2 separate regions of the Ovis aries genome follow, and region 1 is linked to region 2. Evidence: chromatin contacts called from public Hi-C data. All regions are on one chromosome and are shown on one strand. Each heading gives the region's core, a stretch centred on a gene start, on an enhancer-like site or on the middle of the called end of the contact. The rest is flanking DNA. Distances are from core to core; before and after follow the strand shown. Region 1 holds the start of PFN2 (profilin 2). Region 2 has its middle 180 kb from the start of TRNAR-UCG.

Region 1 (4,016 bases), core at 86-2,585, 230 kb after region 2:
TTCAAAAACGCTTTGAGACGCTCTCTTCCCTTCACTGACAGATCGTTTAGTTCATTTAAAATCGAAATTGTGGGAAGTCTCCTAATCCTTTGCATAGTCATAACGCCCAGCGGTTACTAAAGACCACGCAATATTCACAGGGACTCTACCCATGTTTTACCACCTAAATACAAGCCATTCTCCGATCTGGGTCCCGAAATTAGTTTAGCTTTTGAGAGTAGAAATACTAACATGTTCATACAACGAACCCGTTCTTAGATTTTTAAATTCTTTATATATTCAGATTTCTTCGACCCACCAGTAATATTCCGTTACCAACCAATAGTTTTACATTGCTAGCTATTTGTTTCCTTCGGAATTTACGAGCAATTTAGCCGCTTTAAGACAGGGGAAGAGAGGATCTTCCTATCAAGGAACCCACACAATGAGAGGCCTTTGGTACCCAAATGAAGCAACAATGAAAGACCAGCAAAGCTCAGAAATGTTCCTGAAAGCCAAGAATGCCACTCTGATTTCAGATTGCTGGAGTGCGCCCGCCTGGTAGCCTTTGTGGCCGAGAGGTCCAGAGAAGAGGGTCCCACTGAGGATGCCTAAGATGACAGTGGCCGACTCTGCTACCCGCCCGCCGGGACCACAAAGAGGAGTTAACGCTCCGCATCCCGTCACCAGGGCAACTCTGCAATCCGACACCGAGGCGCAAGATTCCGCATCCCGAGCCGCCGGCCGCAGGACCGAGGCGTTTCACAGCCCGGACGCGGGGACTCCGAGGCTCCCCAGACGCCGCCGTCCCAGGGGTACTGAGTGCAACTCGAGAGACGCCCTCTCCGTAGGCCCGGGGTCCGAGGCTCAGCCACCCTCAACCACCCGCCTCACTCAGACCTCGCCGGCCGCACGTGGCGCCGTGATTGCCCCGGGCAGTATCCCTCCGCGGCCGCGCCCCCGCTCAGTCTCCCCCTCCCTTCTCGGGACCCTCAGAGTCAGGGCGCCGCGGAAGGATCGCACGCACGCGCGCGCGCACGCCCCGCCGGAACGGCGGAGAGCTAAGGGAGCCACAGTGAGGAGTAGTCTCCAGCGCCGTCGCCGGCACTGCCGCTCCGCAGCCTGCCGCCGCTAGTTAATCAGCCCCGCGGTCGCGGGCGGGAGGGCGGCCGGGCCGGGCGCGCTCCGCGGCTTGTCCCTCACCGCCGTCCCCGCGTCCTCCCTCCGCAGCTCCTCGGGGAGGGGGGCGGTCGGTGCTTGCGCAGAGCCGCCTCCTCTCCGCCCCCGCCCCGCCTCCCCCCGCGCCGCCGCCGCCCGCGACCGCCGCCGTCGCCGCCGCTGCGCCTGCTGCTCCTTGCCGTCCCCGCTGCAGTGCGAAGGGCTCGAAGATGGCCGGTTGGCAGAGCTACGTGGATAACCTGATGTGCGATGGCTGCTGCCAGGAGGCCGCCATTGTCGGCTACTGCGACGCCAAATACGTCTGGGCAGCCACGGCCGGGGGCGTCTTCCAGAGCATTACGGTGAGGACCGGCGGGGACCTGGGTACCCGGCCCCGGACCCATGCGGGGCCGGCCGTGGGGGCGCCGCAGCGCGGGGCCGGACTCGGGCAGGGCCGCGCCGGCAGGTGTGAGGAGCGGCGGGCGCCGAGGATGCGGCTACCGGGCGGGCGGAGAGGCCGAGGCCCGGGGACGCCCCCTCGCAGGGGCTGCGCTGAGTGGCGGGGGCGGCGGCCGGGCTCGCCGGCGTTCCCACAGCTTGTCCGGATGAGGCTGGGGGAGGGGGTACGCACCGGTTCGTGGGTGGGGGGCCTTTTCCCTTTTCTCGCCCCCGCCCTGGGGTCCCCTGGAAGCCCTGAGGTTTGCTTTGTACATTCCCGGGTGGAAGCGGGGACCGGAGGAGCCGGGCTGGGGCGCGGGTCCTCGGGTGGTCTAGCCGCCCCTAGCTCCTCCGGTGACGGCGCGCCGCCCGCGCCGCGAGCTGTGGGAGGCGGCGGCTGCCCGGCCCCCAGGATCCTCGCGGCCACTTGGCGTAGATTTGCCGGTGTCCAGGCCTCTTGGGCTTGCGAGAAATGAACGCAGACAACGTAGGTGGATTCGTGAATCTCTGGCTCCATAGGATTTTTTTTTTTTTTTTAATTCTCCAAGATGGCGATCTGCCATTGATTTCTTTCCTATGGAGATTCATCGATATACCGTTATCCCCAGTTACGCAACAGAGTTCTAAAAAAAGGGGGTGCTTGGGGCTTTCAATAATCTGCGAAGACCGAGGGGATGTTCAGTTCTCCAAGTCCCTCCCTCTTTAGTGATCTTCGTAAGGGAACTAATGCAGATTAATGCTTCCCGGTGCCTGATTTTCTTGTGACTTGGTGGTTTGACTCGGTTGCCACATGTTTGGGGAATAACTGTCAATAAGCCCTCCAGTGCTGCTTTATTGTTTTGCCTCTTTCTGCACAAGGGTCTAAAATGGTGACATTATATCAAATACAGGACCATTCTCTTAATTTCCTACGCTTCACGCCCCCTTCCTATCAAATGCCAAAATTCAGGCCCCTTTACTATGGGTGCTACTAATTATTCTTGTACTGCTTAACATGTTTAAGGTCTAACTGTGTAGAACTCCTGATCCAGGTACTTTCCGGCTCTCTGTTGCCGCAGTGGACTACAAATCTTACAGAGAATTGCCGTCTGGCGATCAACTTTTTTCCTGCAGTCCTCTTGTCTTTGTGTGTGAGTTCCCGCTGTTTGGCTGGGAAGATTGCGGGAGTGTGCTTGGAAATGGCTGGGGCCTGCTATGACTCTGCAGTTCTGATGGGGGCGACGCCTTCCTTCTTATTCATGGAATGTTAGAATGCACGTTTTCTCCTTTCCGGTTCTGGTCGCTACCTCAGTTTCTTTCCCACTCTCCCTCCATTTTCTCTGTTCTTTTATGGTTGCTTATTGCAGCGCTACAGACAGAATCCTCTTTGCATTTGCCCAGAAAGAAAACTGATTACTTAGGAGGGAGGGGAAGGAAAGTTGGAGAGGGAGTAGCAGCGAAAATAAAAGAGGAGGGAAATATGAATTTGGGGATGCGCTGAGATTCAGGGCTTGAAGTTCATACTAGGGGGGTATGTCAAGCTATTTGAAGCAGAGTAGATGTAACCAGATCTGCCAAGCATGGGCTTTGTTCCAGGAGACTTTCAAACAACTTTAAGTTTGATATGACAAGACTGTTACGTGATTGTGATAGGTAAGATTTTGTTGAAAGTTTCTGGGTGAATCTTTACCATTACATAAGCACTTCGGGTACCACCTGACTTGAAACAAGTTTATAAATAACTCTTAAGTTTGTAGTTTATCTAGTGTCATCTACTAACTGGAGATTCTTTGCATAGACTGGGCTTAGTTAACAGACCACTCTCTTAACTGTGAAATCTAACTGATATAAAATGTCATCCCGTTTAAGATTAAGTTATTTTTTAGAAATGACTGAAACTTGGTTTTACATTAATGAAATGTGGATGTCTTGTAGTGGTAGTACAAACTTGACACTTTTCCTGTTATACCAGGACAAGAAATTAACTAAAACTTTTTGTTTTGTTTTCTCTCTCTCTCTCTCTTTTTTTTTTTTTTTTTTTTGTGGTTGGGGGCGGGGGCAGCCAGTAGAAATAGATATGATTGTAGGAAAAGACCGGGAAGGTTTCTTTACCAATGGTTTGACTCTTGGTGCAAAGAAGTGCTCAGTGATCAGAGATAGCCTATACGTGGATGGTGACTGCACAATGGACATCCGGACAAAGAGTCAAGGTGGGGAGCCAACATACAACGTTGCCGTCGGCAGAGCTGGTAGAGGTGAGTACAGTACCCTTTTGGTTAATAGTTGCAAGTCACATTACAACTTATTCAGCAGTTTCTTTAACATTTTGAATAAAGTGTTAGTCCATAATGGCTATTAAGGTGGTTTTTGTGAACTGCCGAGCACTGAAGGAGGCACTGCTTTAGATTCATTTGCTCTACAGCAGCTGCATATACAGCCTCACCTCTGAGATCCTGACTTTA
Region 2 (3,847 bases), core at 450-2,949:
TTAATACTACAAAAATGTCAATTCTCCAGTGGCCTACAGACTTAATGCAGTCCTGTGATTCTAAATTTTATGTGTAAATATAAAGTTTTAATAACGGCTAAGACACTTGAAGATTTGATGAGAGGACTGGCTAGCTCTTCAGAATTATGAAGACATTAAAGTTCCAGTAATTAGAATAGTTTGATACTGGGGCAAGGCAGAAAATGGAACAGAATAGGTCATTCTAAAACATAAACAGAAATGAACATTCGACAAAGGTGCTACTGTAGAAAAGTGGAATGAGCATGGCCTTTCCAATAAACAGACCTAAGACAGTTGGATACCTTCCTCAAAGAAAAGACTCAAGTACTGCTGCCTACCAACAAAACATCCGTTTCAGGAAATTGCAAACCTAAACGCAAAAGACAAAACAATAAAGGTTTTGAAAGATAACATAAGACGATGTCTTCTTGTCATCAGGGTAGGAGAATATTTTAAAAAGAAGACACAGAAAACATAAAAGAAAAGATTTTTAAATTATATTCCATTAAAATTAAGAACCTCTGTTTATCCAGAGGCACCAAGAGCATGAGAAAGCAAACCATGAGAGGGGAATACATATCAGCGTACATAACTAACAAAAATTTCTTAATCAGAATAGCCAAAAGACCAGTAAAAATAATTTTTTAAAAAGACCACAAAAAATGGCCAATAGACCTGAACAGGTAACTCACAAAGGATATCCAAATAGGAAAATATATATATATGAAATATATATACATATATATGGAATATATATACACATATATATATGTGTGTGTGTATGGAAAGTGCTTAATTTCACTTCTAATTAGAAAAATGCCAATTCAAACACCATGAGGTATCAGGATCATACCCATCAGAATGACAAAAATGAGAATGACTGATATTTTGGAGATTGTAGGGCACAAAGGGAATCCTATAGTGAGAGCAAACATTGTTATATTCCACTTTAGATACAGTTTGTCATTATTTACTAAGGTTGAAAATATGCAAACGCTATGACCCATCAATTACAAATACCAGTAATGCATCCCAGAGTCCTATACACAAGACCCAGTGTATGAGTCTCCCCAGATTTCTCTGGATCCCATCAACCACCAGATCTTGATTTTTATAATAGATGAGTTTGCATGTAGCAGCGAGGTCTGCCCTTCAAGGAGGAAACACTGATAAGCAAGAACGTAAGACAATTTGACTTCCCCAGTGCCTCAGCAGGTAAAGACTCTCCCTGAAGTTCAGGAGACACAGGAGACGCTGGTTCAACCCCTGCGTAGGGAAGATAACCTGAAGACGGAAATGGCAACCCACTCCAGTATTCTTGCCTGAAAAACTCCATGGACAGATGGCAGGCTATCGTCCAAAGGATTGCAGAGTCGGACACGACTGAGCGACTAAACATTTAAGACAATTTTGTCTTCTTTCTGTTCCTGGGTCCATCCCCAGCCAAGAGTGAAGTCCGGCTTCTTGTTTATGATAAACTCCCACAATGCAAAAGTGTCAGACACAACTGAGCGTGCACGCGTGCACACACACACACACACACACACACACACACACACCCCAGCAGCTCTGGCCTTTTTTGGTACCATTTTCTTGCCAGAAGACAGGGTATGTTTGTTCCCCTAATCAGCCGATCAGAATGCCTCTAGCCCTGTTTTGTAACAACACTAGATGGAGCTCCTTCTTTTTGTTGCCCTTGACTCTGGCAGGCTGGCCCCGGGCGCAGCAGTTTCTGAGAACCAGAGTTGGCGCCCTTGCTCTGCCCCCTTCTCCAAATGGGAAGTCTGCCCCCCGGGGGAGAGGGGAACACACCCTTCCCTCCAAATAGCTAAGGAGCTTAAGAGGTCTTCCAGTTAGCTTTAGTCTTCTATCTACAGACAAGTGTGGGATCAAATCATTTCAAACCCGCAATTCACTGCCTTTTCCTGAGGGGCCAAGGGAAGCGCATCCATGGAAGCCCTTTTAGCGACAACCTTGATTTCAACCTCTGAGGAGCAACTATCTCCCTATGGCGTACAAAGAAGGGCTCAAGTCATGTTGATTGTCCGTTGAAAAAGAACATTGCCTCCTTGAGAAGAGGGAGTGAATAAAGCTCCAGAAATGAATTCAGGATTGGGCTTTAAGCCACATGAACTATGGTCACTCTGCCCCTGGGAAACCCAGCTCTCCATTTTTTCAGATGTTTGTAAATCCCGATGGGAATAGTCTGCTTCAACATCTCCTCTGCAAAGTGATGGTCTGTTCTCAAGTAGTGCCCCCATTCATCATCACATCCCCTGCGTTTTTATTTTTCCTCATTTATTTGGTCAGTTATGTACTGTAGGTCACTCCACCAGACTGTGAGTTCTCAGAGACCTTGTCTGGTCTGTTTAAGGTGTTGTCCTCCTGTCCTAGAACAGTGCCCAGCAGATATTAAGTGCTCAGGCTATGTAGGGTGGATGGCCATCTAGGATTCCAAACTCAACTGAATCAGTTTTGTCTACAGGTCATCTTCCACCTTGCACAATATAGTCCCTGTCTCACAGTTTGCCAACTTATTTGTGTCCTTCTGAGTGCCCCCCAAAAACCTCCCATGGAAGGGGTCTTTGGTGTGAAAGTCTTCACTAAAAATATGGGAAGAGAGAGGGGCTTGCATAGAAGTGACCAGATCATTGAACGCTGAATAGGAGTGCTTCATGGCTATAACCTTTTCATCTCCCTCCCATAATAAAATATCCCTAACACTCCACCTCACAGACATTTCTGACATCTCAGGACTTTGCTGTCTCTCCTCCCCTTCTCACCTCTCTTACTTTTTTCACTTCTCTTTCTCACACTTTCATGCAGAGTAACTCAGATCAGCTCTTCCCTAGCAACTTATCACAAACTGAACTCTAAACCCAGCTTTGCCCACCTAAGACCCATCAACATACTAACCAAACTGAAGAATCACCTCCCTTGGCAAACCCAAAGGTCCAAGATGTGACAGTGTTTTCTTAGGGTGCCTGTATGATGCTTAGCCACTTCAGTCATGTCCGACTCTTTGTGACCCCATGGATTGTAGCCCACCAGGCTCCTCTGTCCATAGGATTCTCCAGGAAAAAATACTGGAGTGTGTTGCCATGCTCTCCTCCAGGGGATCTTCCCAACCCAGGGACTGAACCCACACCCCTGTGTCTCCCGCATTAGCAGGTGAGTTCTTTAACACTAACACCACCTGGGAAGCCCTTTCTTATGCTAGCACTGCCCTTTTCTTTACAACTAAGATTTTCACCTGTTTATCTGTTTCTGTTCCTTTACCTTCTCTTTTTCCACAAAAAGTTAGGTTAAGATAGCCAGTATCCTTCCTATCCTCCAACATTTTTGTCTAGAATAAAAGTGGTTTAAAAGATGACAGGTGGAGGGAATTTTCTGATGGTCCCACGATTTTGACTCCCACTTTCACTACAGAGGACAAGGCTTCAAACCCTGGCTGGGGAACTAAACTCCTACAAGCCATGGGAGGGGAGGGGCAGAAAACCAAAAGAGAGAGAGAGAAAAAGATGGAGCCGGTAAGAAGATAAATAAATCCTCTAAGTCCTGAAGCCTAGGATGGCAGTGGGGAGGAGAGGGAATCTTCCCTTTGCATGATTTTGGTGATTGCCTAAAGAGACACGAGGAGCTGTCGTATTTATCAGTCCTTGGTCTTTTACGTATAGAGGAGATGAGTTCAAAGAAGTTATCACCTTGATTCTTGAATTGCCTCTGCTCCCCATAGGCTTCTTCTGACCTTTTATATGTGTGAAGTAAAACTAGTTCCTGAAACAGATCAATTCTGAAATCTCAGAGACTTCAAACAACAGAGTTT

Evidence for each region. Hi-C and Micro-C count contacts between places; a contact is called where the count stands out from the background.
Region 1: a Hi-C map of hypothalamus shows a contact between it and region 2, with 6 times the contacts expected there. The contact joins the promoter of PFN2 here to the enhancer-like site in region 2. A contact is called at or near these places in 7 of 16 Hi-C or Micro-C datasets (hypothalamus, liver, mixed tissues and 3 more).

What each region holds. Positions count from the first base shown.
Region 1 is chr1:238,933,174-238,937,189 of ARS-UI_Ramb_v3.0, forward strand. It overlaps PFN2 (profilin 2), which reads left to right and starts at 1,336. Exons shown (of 2, transcript XM_060394893.1): 1 at 1,336-1,499; 2 at 3,617-4,016. The coding sequence starts at 1,368. The coding sequence ends at 3,913.
Region 2 is chr1:238,699,787-238,703,633 of ARS-UI_Ramb_v3.0, forward strand. No RefSeq gene overlaps it. Among named protein-coding and RNA genes, the nearest start is that of TRNAR-UCG, 180 kb to the left of the region's middle. Within about 2 kb of position 1,700, at least 4 of the 54 cell types and tissues checked have an H3K27ac peak or open chromatin away from gene starts, as enhancers often do. A contact at or near this core is called in hypothalamus, where this site is marked.